Linked DNA regions of Mus musculus: region 1 is linked to region 2. Evidence: chromatin contacts called from public promoter capture Hi-C data. All regions are on one chromosome and are shown on one strand. Each heading gives the region's core, a stretch centred on a gene start, on an enhancer-like site or on the middle of the called end of the contact. The rest is flanking DNA. Distances are from core to core; before and after follow the strand shown. Region 1 holds the start of Arfgap3 (ADP-ribosylation factor GTPase activating protein 3). Region 2 holds the start of Tbrg3 (transforming growth factor beta regulated gene 3).

Evidence for each region. Promoter capture Hi-C pulls out the DNA fragments that hold promoters and counts their contacts.
Region 1: a promoter capture Hi-C map of the SN4741 cell line shows a contact between it and region 2, with 4 times the contacts expected there. The contact joins the promoter of Arfgap3 here to the promoter of Tbrg3 in region 2. A contact is called at or near these places in 11 of 39 promoter capture datasets (the 3T3-L1 cell line, 3T3-L1-derived adipocytes, the SN4741 cell line and 6 more), 1 of 484 Hi-C or Micro-C datasets (embryonic stem cells) and 1 of 115 datasets of contacts at active chromatin or transcription factors (pancreatic cancer cells).

The regions. Positions count from the first base shown.
Region 1 is chr15:83,347,829-83,353,128 of GRCm38.p6, forward strand. It overlaps Arfgap3 (ADP-ribosylation factor GTPase activating protein 3), which reads right to left and starts at 2,419. Exons shown (of 16, transcript NM_001357756.1): 1 at 2,253-2,419. The coding sequence starts at 2,321.
Region 2 is chr15:82,895,995-82,901,351 of GRCm38.p6, forward strand. It overlaps Tbrg3 (transforming growth factor beta regulated gene 3), which reads right to left and starts at 2,467. Exons shown (of 1, transcript NR_027799.1): 1 at 1-2,467. All of the region lies in intron 1 of Tcf20 (transcription factor 20), which reads right to left. It overlaps Gm20324 (predicted gene, 20324), which reads left to right and starts at 3,086. Exons shown (of 4, transcript NR_045068.1): 1 at 3,086-3,274; 2 at 4,725-5,078.

The sequences.
Region 1 (5,300 bases), core at 1,169-3,668, 450 kb after region 2:
TCTAATGTTCTCTTCTGATGTGTCTGAAGACAGAGACAGAGGACTCATATATTTAAAATCAATAATTTAAAAAATATCATATTATAGAACATAAAGTTTCTATAGGTGTGCTCTTCAGAATAAAATGAAAAAAGGGGGAGGGCTGCATTCATGTGGTTTAGTGTCTGACCAGGCTTTCGTGTGTGTCTGGGTGTTTACATTTTGAGGCATTTTGTGTTGCTTTGTAACACATACTAATCAAAAAACCACTACGTACCTCAAGCTGGCCTTTAACTATTGGAAATCCAACCGCCTCAGTTTCCCAAGGGCTGGGACTCTAGGTATGTACTCTCATGGCCAGCTGGACAATAATTTTACTTTTTTTTTTTTTTTTTTTGGAGAAGTAGTCTAATGTAGTCTAAGGCTGGCTTAGAACTTGCTCTGTAGCGGAGGCTGCCCTTGAACTCTTGTTCTTCTTGCTTTCACCTCCCAAGTGCTGGGGTCGCACCATGTGCTACTGTACTCAACTAACATTTTAATACACAAGCAAGCCCACGTGGGCTCCTTAAAAGTGTCTGCTGGTATTGATGACAGGGACTTCTGATGTAAAAGGAGTGTCTTCCTTTTTTTTGTTGTTGCTTCTTGCTTTTTTGTTTTGTTATTTAGCAGTGGCCTTTTTGATACATTCGAAGGGAATACACACTGGCGTGCAACTCAGAGAAAGTGGCAGCATACGCACTTTCCCAGCCTGCCAGCTGGAGATCCAACCTTGTGTGGTAAGAAGCAAGTCCTTGCTACACACAGATCAATCTAAATCTGAAAAAAATAAACAAAAAACAAGAAACCAGCAAGTGACAGACACTGGACAATGCAGTGGCTGGAAGCCAGCTCTTCTTCCTTATACCCACCTGACATTATCACCCCCATTTAACCATTTCCTTCATCATAAGGCTATAAAAACCTAGGGCTCCCTTCCACCATCAAGACATTAAAAAAAAAAAAAGCCTGAATTTTGTGACATGTTGGAACTTTCTATGCCAGCCATGCAGGACTCTGTAATCACGGCTGTGCCCATTAACAGATGGTTCCTCAGAGGTGAAGGTGGCAACCAGATGGAACTTGGAGAGGGGTGGGGAGAGTCCACAGTGACACGACAGCCCTTTGCACTCCTCGGGTTCCACCCTACTCCGTCATCCTAAGGAAGTAGACACCTTAACCCTGTGTATCAAAACAACACTGCCAGCCACATGCTAAAAGTTATGAGGCCCAGTGGTTGGGGGTGGGGTCTGTGTGTGTGTGTGTGTGGGGGGGGTCACATAAGGGGAAGAAAAAAATTGTAGGGACAGACCTCAACCTACAGAGGGATGAACGTGAGTTTTAGTGAGCTTCCTCAGGAACCCAGAGAGCTGGCAACCAGGGAAGAGAACCTTAGCTCTACTGGACTGGGAAACAGGCTGCCACCGAAGGACAATGGTGACAAAAATCCAACAGGTCCCCAGCCCTGAAGAACACTCAAGACAAGGTCCATGGTGGGGGGAGAAGCCCTTCTTTCCCAGAACTTAGCACCACTTAGAGTTCTGACCCCTGGGTCTAGGTGGCTGGGATTTTTACCTTTGTTCACAGAGGCCAGAAGGAGTGAACTCTGCCTCACCAGCCTTCTCAGAGCCCAGCTACACACTTCCAACATCTGTTTCCTCCACCCTACCATGTCTGTGCTTCTGGGTCAAGGTGCTCTGTTCTCCAGACCCCTAGACACCCCTAGATGCTATGAACTAGCCTTCTCTCTAAGCCCCCAGGTAGTCTGGCGTCTGGGTAACCTGGACACTCCTAGAGGTCCATACCCCAGTCCTCTCTCTGCCATGAAATGCACTGGTCTCCTGTTCCAGATGTCCATGCCCCAGTCTTCTGTCTATCCCCAGGTGTTCTGGCCTCTGGTGGCGGACACCCCAACTGTCCATGTCCCAGCCCCCCCTGTGACCCCAGACGCTCTGCCCTAGGATGCTAGACATCCCAGATGTCCATGCCCCAGTCCTGTGACCCCAGGCTCTCTGCCTTTTAGTCCTGGACATCCTCCGGATGCCCATGTCCCTGTGCCCCAGGCGCTAAGCCCCTGGTGGGCGCCCCCTTTTCCTCCCCTTGCTGACGAAGGTTGGGGAGCGGCGGCTGCCAGGCCCACAGTGCGACGTGTCACAGGCCGGGCGGCTCCTCCCACGGCCGCGGCCACACCGGGGTCCGGCGGGCCGCGGGGTCCCAAGCCCGCCTGCGGCCGTTACCTTGTTAGTGGGCACCGAGCGCAGGCGCTTGAAGATGGCCAGGATGTCCTGCTTGCTGGGGTCCCCCATAGTCACTGAGAACTGAGGTGAAGCAGTCCCCGACAACCGGGAAGAGACAAGGAGTAGCGGTTGCCGCCTCCCGGAGACCGAGGGGCGGGGCTGCGCGTGACGACAAGCCCCGCCCCTGCCGCGCCCAGGCTCCGCCCACAAGCGGGCGCACGCGCCGTTCTCCTTCACTCGGTGAGGTCCCTCGGCGCCACTGGTTTCTCCGGGTTCCAATTTCGAAGTCGGGCGCGGCAGGCGCATGCGCGGACGCTCGGACAACTCCCACCCCTCCGCAAACCTTCCCCAGATCTCAGCGTTAGTTAGGGTCCTGCAGTGTGGGATAGGAACCCCAGGCTTTGCGCAGGGAGCATCGGGCTTACCCACCGGACTCACCAGCATACCGTTGCCGGCCCGTGGCCAGTCTCACACCTATCCCTCAGGATGGGAGAGCCAGCAGGTCTCATCCTCATGGATCCTGCATAGTAGTAGTGTGTGTTTGTACTCTTTCTCAGCTAAAGTCAAGCCCTGAGTGATAACCTACAGGAAACTGCTGTCCCATTTTTCTCTCTCCCATCTGGGAAACCCAGGCTGGCCTAGAGCACACTGTGTAGTCCAAGGCTGGACTTGAACTGGAGATATTCCTGTTTTAGCGTCTTGCTGCTCAGATTACAGGTCTGCACCAAGCCATACTGGCTTGATAATCTTGTAATTATAAAGTCTGTTCTGTTCACGGAGAGAGAGTGCTTGCCTGTAGGCAACAAGTTCTATCAGGGTCAGAACTGAGAAGTCTAGAAAGACCAGAAACAAGTCTGTGTTTAGTGCTTGGGGCTCCAGTTAAACCTTGGATAATATTAGTAGCTGGAAGGTTTGAGCTTGGGAGCAGGTGCCTCTTTTACAGCGGTCAGGGTGGAGCAGCTGGCAAACATGACCTTAGGTAGAGCATAATAGAAGAAAAACAGGTTTTGGTATCAAGTGCTAAGCCCCAGCTTCTGTCCCAGTTCAACTGGTTGCTTCCCAGCAGGGCTGCTGTAGGCACTTCCTAGCATTCACCTGTATGAAGGAGTTGGAGATGAAATATGTTGACCAGAGCAGCACTGCAGCTTCAGGGATGTTCTGAAAACGGTCTTGGTGTCAAGTTGGGACCTCATATAGGCTGTACAAGGACAGGAACTGGCACAAGACACACAAAGTTCTCAGCAGAGTGACAAAAGGGCAGGGAATAAGAGACAAAGACAGGAGATAGAGCAAGAGGAAGAAGTGAAAAGGAGGGAGAGGGGGACGGGTTATTTGCTCCAGAGGGACAAAGGACTGCTTCTGGATAGAGAAGAGACAGCCTTGGCGTATTGGCAAATGGCAGTTCATAAAGGTAAAAGAAGAAACCCCTTTAGGATAAGTTTATTTTATGGGGCATGCTAATTAGGTGAACCAAGGTAGGGGGTGGATTTTGATAGCTGGACCTTAGTATGTTAGCCTCAGGAAGTGGACAAATAGCGTAACAAACCTTGGTGGCTAGCTTTAGGAATGTAATCTAACGGTTCTTAGCAAGGAGAAAAAAAGAGGAAAGGCAAGGCCCGCCAGTGCCATGTTTGCCATCTCAGGCCTGGTAGATGCCTCAGGCTGTGTATTCATCAACCCAGAGCTGGGCCTTTTCCAAGGTTAGGAAATGTGCAGTCTTTAGGAACAGCATGTTGCTGCTGCAGACAACCCTCACCATTTGAATGATCTTCCTATCTTCGTTCAAAAAAAAATATATATATATATATGGATAGTTCATAGGAGTTAGGAAAACAGCTATACTGGTATAGTGATGTAACCTTTCTAATCTCTGGATTTGGGAAGTAGAAGCAGGAGGCTCAGGAATTCAAGGTCATCTTTGGTTACATAGTGAATTTAAGGCAGGCCTGAAGTACATAAGACCCTAGATAATTTTTTTTAAGGAAACCCTGACCCCCACCCTGTCTGCTGTTTAGGCTGGGATTGAAATGTGATGGATCCAAGGAAGTATCAGGATCAGAAACTAAAGCACCAGGCCACTTTGCCAGCTGTACACACGGTGCTGTTGAAGGGTCTCCATCTGTGACTCGGCCAGCCTCACTGAATGTTTAGGTTGTAGCTCTGATACCCTCCAACCCTTATCTGTCGGCTTTGCAAGTTTCATGGGGAAAATGCCTTAAAAGGCACTTTCACATTCACTTTGACTTGAAAAGGAAAAAGGATCATATCTGATGCATATGCCACAAACCTCATACATATTTATAAAATGCTTAAAAAACTCCAATGGAAGCCATTGTGCCTATACCCACAGCAGCACAGCCCACTTCAGTCTGTCTGGAGAGCTTGCTTTGACTACGTTGCTCAGTAAACTTCTGCTGAAATTGTTTCCTTCAGTTGAATTCTTCCCAGAACTGAACAGAGGGCTGAAGAGAGGACTCAGGTTAAACTCTCAGCAGCTCACAACTGTCTAAGTCCAGCACCAGAGGATATAACACCCTCACACAGACATATACATACATGCAGGCAAAACACCAAGGCACATGAAATAAAAAAATTTTTTTAAAGAAAAAAATGTTATTAAAAAATGAGCAGAAAGCTCCAGTTGGTAAATTTCATCCAATTAAGACTAATCCCAGCTTTGGCAGTAGAGAGATGACTCAGTGGTATTGCTCTCACAAAGGACTGGAGTTCAGTTCACAGCACCCCAGAAGACTCTAGCTTTAGGGGATCCAACACCCTTTTCTGGACTCCTGAGACACTTTCACTGGTACACAAATACATGTGCATGCATGCATGCACGCACACACACACACACACACACACACACACACACACACACGCACACACACAAATTTTAAACTTAAAAAAAAAAAAACAAAAACCTCAAAACACTGGAACATCATTCCTGGTGCAATAAAAAGAAAATGATAATCTCCAAAAGCATAGCTTCCCTTGAGCCTATTTAAGAGGTTGCTAGGTAACCAAGTAAGCTGAATGTAGGAAACTGGG
Region 2 (5,357 bases), core at 1,217-3,716:
TTTGTTTGTTTGTTTGTTTTTGAGACTGGAACACTATGTAGACCAGGCTAGCCTCAAAGTCATAGAGACCTGCCTGCCTTTGAGAGTACTGGGACTAAAAGCATATACCACCACAGCCAGCTCTATGTTCTTAAATCCATAAAGAACCACCAAATAAAGCCACAGCTATACCAACAACTCCTGTTACATAGCATATCTTCCTGCTAGTCCTGTGCATTACCTCAAAGCAAGCACGGCCCTAATATAGGAAACTCTGAATTTTGTCACCATGAGACTCTTTTCCTCTGTACTGTGGGTACCATGGTCATGACAAGCTCCTTGGGAAGCTTGGGTGTATATATAGTTCACTAGCAGAATACCTGCCTGTCTAGCACAATTGAGACTGCTCTCAATCCCCAGTATCACCTCCACAAGACTTTCAAGGGCCTAAAACTAAAAATACTCCCCCAAGAGGGAGTAATGCTTAAGGCATCCTGGGACAAGTTCTGTTTTTCATAAATTTATGTCAAAAAAGTCTCACTTGGCCAAAGTGAAAGCAATCATGACATGGTTCCTGAACACTTGCAAACCAGTCACACAGGCAACAAGAAAGACAACCTTTTATGACTTCTCTTGCTCTTTCAGGTTATGTTTTCAGCTCAAGACAAAATGGCAGAAGTAGATAAGAAAGAGAAACGTCTTACAAATTAAATCTTAGGCATACCAGCAAAACTGGCCAAGCAAGGACAAACTGAAAGTTAAGAAAATTCCCAAGGGTCACAGAAACCACCTTCCAGTATTTCACCCAGCTCCAAATTTCATATTCACCAGTTTGGTTGTTATTGCTTGTTGTGCTGTTGTTTGTTTGTTTGTTTGTTTGTTTGTTTTAAAGAGCCAGTAGAGCAGAATGACAGTAGAAAGCTAAGTATTTTAGGGCCACCCATACTAACTAATCTGCCCCTTGAGCAGGCCCTGAGTTAAAAGGAACCTGGTAACAAGTTTTGGGACCTAGGAGAGAAGAGTTATATTCAAGCTCCACCTCTCACTAGCTTATGTATTCTGTGGAGAAGGAATAATGAACTCTTAGGTCCACTGGGTAGACATTTTAGGACAGTTTAGAATTCTTTGGCCTAAGTCCATACATTGTTTTTGTTTTTAACGTAAATGTTAGCTTCCTTTCCTCTCTAAGTTAAAACTTAATAAAGGCAATTCTCCTACTATCTTACCTATGTAAGATCTCTCATATACATACGTACATACATACACACTCACAAACTACCACAGTAAAGCTTTATAGTAATTTTTTCATAAGCCATAAAACAAGCATAATACATACTTGAGTGTGAGAGGTGCTTCTAATTCAAGTAACTGGCACTTTTTCAAATCATACAGTAAACATGAGGTCATAATTCAAGTCCTAATAAAAAATTCCAAATAACTCATATGTATAATCTTAAGTGTCTCCTTATGTGACAGGCATGATTTTAACTAATATAAAAGAAAACCTTCTTTTAACACATACACAAGATAAACATTATGAGCCCATTTTGCCATCCACGTTTAAAGACCATTAAGGCTATACAGACCAAAATTTTTTAAAAAATGATCTAAAAAAACCATAGTGAGCTATATTTTATGGGGAATTGAGCAAAAACAAAAAAACAAACAAAAACAAAACAAAACAAAGTCTTCCACAAACAAGAGCAAAATCCAAGTTGGTCTAAGAGTACTTACCATTCAAAAGCATATGGCCCAGGGCCCTCACACACCAGAAAATCAGTAAAACTAACGGGTTCTTCAGCATCTGCCAGGGAAGTACCCTGCTACCACTAGGAATAAACCGGGGATGCAAACCATTTACTGCATCCTGAGGTGGATATTAATTCTGCAAGCCTACTACATCGCATAGCTAATTCTACTTTATCCCTACTCCAAGACTGAAATTGGAATTTGAAGTTAGCCAAGTAAGAGTCACCTAAAAGATCTTGAAATAGCATCCCTTCCCCACGTGGAAAGGGCTTCCAACAAAAACAGACCCAATCATCGCATCCATATTTCCCAATTAGCCAGTGCTTTTTCGGAAAACTCTTATCACAAAGGAAAAAAAAAAAGCATAATAATGTGCATTCAACATAAGCTAGACTGCTATTAATAGTGTGCGTTTTCTCTTCAGAAGCACAGAAAAGCACTGGGAATTGAGCACAAACTACCCTGACCAAGTTACTTCTCAAGCCAGTGAGGCGCATCTTACATCTCTCAGTAAAGTTCCTATGATCAAAATGAGAGCGAGCACAAAACCGGAGTGGAAGAACCACCAAACCAAACTCAAATAAACCTTCGAAATGTCTGGCCTGCAAGGGAGTCTTTAACAGAAGTGTAATTGAGGCATGAGAGGGTAGGTAACTTGCCCAGGGCTACAGTTTATTTGGTGGCCAAGCTGGAAGTGCATTCCAGGCCTCCTAGATCAGAATTTAGTGCCGTTTCCCCAGCTGCCAATGCCACCCCATGTAAAATCTTTTATAAAACTCTTCACTAAGGCTGTTAACATAAGGGTCCAATTATCATTCAAAGATCAGCCTGTTAGATAATAGCTCAAAAATTCCATCCATTTTTATAGCATTTACCAGAGTCATCTAATCTCTGGAGGGAGAACGCAGAGCTCGGGTAGAAACCCCTAATTCTGATTCGTCCCCAAAGGAGTTGAATACAGGCAGGCAAGCAAAACTGGTGTCCGCACCCACAAACCGTGGAGGAATCCGCAGCTCCACTGCCCCCCCCCAACACACACACACACACACACACTAAATTCCACTCCCATCCCGGCGCACTCAAGACATCCCACCTCCCGCCGCAGGCCGGATAGCAAACTCTTCTATAAGCCACCACTTTTCCGTGAGAATGAGGAAGAGAGACTCAGAGCCTCGCCTTCCCATCCCCTACCCGCGAGAAAGAGCTCCTTCGTGGACTCCGCGGGACCCTGCGCCCTGCCCTGCTCACCGCGGCGGGGGAGGGGAGAGCGCCCCACACAGGAAGTGCATCCTGCGCCCCTAGCTCGCGCCCCGCCGCCGGGTACCTGCTCTGGGCCGCCGGCAGGCGACAGGCAGCCGCATCCACATGGCCTCAGGTGTTCGCGCGGCTGCTCCGCCAGCCCCAGCCGGCCCCTCCCCGGCCCGCTCCAAGCCCGGCCCTTCACGGGTGCCTCGCCCCCAGCCCCCGGCCAAGAGGCCAGCAACGCCGGTCCCCGCGGGGCTGCCAAGAACGTGGACCCCTCAGCACCTCAGGCCGCAACGACCAGGTATCTCCGCCCGCAGCCCCAGAGCCTCCGGCCGCTCTGCCCTGACGCCGGTCCTGGCCGTTGACCCCTCGGCAGCCCACGCCGGTCCCCTCAGCCCGCTCCGCGACTCCCGAGGCTCAGCACTTGCAGGGCGGGCCGGGCCACGACCTGTGCTCCCAGCAGCCAGCCTGAGCGGCGCGGCCCGGTCCCGGCCCCTCGGGCTGCCCTTTCTCCTCAGGCCGGGCGGCGGTTACCTGCAGGAGCCCCCCGGCCCGTCCCTCGGCCTCCGCCGGCGCTGGGAGGGGAGGGGGCGGCGGCGCGGCGCGGGGTGGGGGTGGGGGTGCCTCCACCGCCTCCAGCGCGGACGCCCAGGCCGACGGCGGGGCGGGCCGGGGCCGCGGCCCCTAGAGGCTCGCTCCGGCCCGCGCGCTCGCTGGCTCACTCCCCGCTCCGGCGCGCCTCAGGGAGGGCTCCCCCGGCTGAGGCCGTGGCCGCCTCGCAGGGGCCGAAGGCGGCTCGGCTCCGGGTTTTTTCTCTCCATTCTCCCAACACACAGGAAATAACAGAGCGTCAGGTGACGGCGCGCAGCCAATGAGGCGGCTCCGGGCCCCGGCGCGCGGGCGGGCGGGAGGGCGCGCGGCGGGGCGGGGCGGGCGCAGGGGGCGGGGCCGGGGGCGGGGTGGCGCGCTGCCCACCCGCGTGTGGCAGCGTCGAGAGGCGCAGCAAGGAGACCCCCTACTCTGCGGTCCGGGACCACGCGCCCAGTGCTACCTCCAGCCCTCCGCTTAAGGCTACCTTGTGGGGTGCCCCAGAGCAACTTTCTGGGGAGTTAGTGGCACAGAACCTTCTACTGGGATTTCTGGAGTTCTCCCAGAGCCTCCAAATCCGAAGTCGCGCCTTTGGCAGCCCTTGAAGCCCGTGGCAATTTGTATAGTTACTTGAGCTGCCACCAGGGTGGCTCCCGCTTTCTTAACGTCCGCCGGGCCCAGGTGGGTAACATGGCCTGGTGTGTGCGGATGCACTCTCTGCCCATGGTGCCTACTGGGTGTTCCTGGATGAACAACAGTCTCTGACACTCAGTTTCCTCCGTTCTAAAAGCAAAGAAGCCAACCTACCTCACGTGTAAAATAGACTTCCACACCAGTAGTCTGCAGTGGTGCTGAGGTTCTGCACTCCTGGATGGTAGGCCCAGAACTGAAGTAAGAGATTTCCAGGGCCATGCCTCAGGCCCTAGCCAGCCTTCCCTTGTTCCTCAGATATCTTCACAGAGCAAAGGGCTAAATTTCTTTTTCCTCAAGAAAAATCTCATGTACAACCACCGTCTCATAGATCAGTGGTTCTCAACCTTCCTAATGCTTTGACCCATTAATATAGTTCATATTGTGGTGACCCTAACCATAAACTATGTCAATGCTACTTCATAACTGTAATTTTGCTACTGTTATGAATAGTAATCTCTGTTTTCTGACAGCCTCTCCTGTGAAAGGGTCATTCACTACCAAAGCTGTCCCGACGCCTAGGTTGGAACTGCTGCCTTAGATGGCAGTACCTACTGTGTGCCCACCCCTCTGCTATGCAAAATGAAGCTAATAAGGAGAGGGTGAGGTTGGACTATTTATACCCTGCTTTTGGCACACTCAGAGACCTCTCCACTTTGGACCTCACAGATGCAAGAGGAAGGAGAAGGTTTGAATTATGTGTCCCTAAAACTACTGATTCTAAACTAAGCCTGCATCCAGCCTAGATGTTGGGGAGTCTGTGGCTTCCCCTCTAAAGCAACCCAACTTGAGAGGAAACTGGAATCCAAACATGCTTTGGGTGTAAGGTGAGATGCTGACAGGAGTCAGTTGTGGTTGGTCTGGGGACCAGATTTCATATATTTGGGATCTACAGATCCCTGTGGCCTGGCTTTTACCCTTTCACCTTTCATTCTATCCAGCCAGAGTACTTCACTCTCCCTAGCCTCAGGCCACCCACAGAGGGTCTGGTGATTCCAGGCACAGCTAGGGATCCTGGTTCTAGGGACCCTATCAGGAGGATGTGGTGGAGAAGGTAATGATTTCTCCCAGCCCACCTCATCAAGTAGGGGCTAGTCCAACGCAGG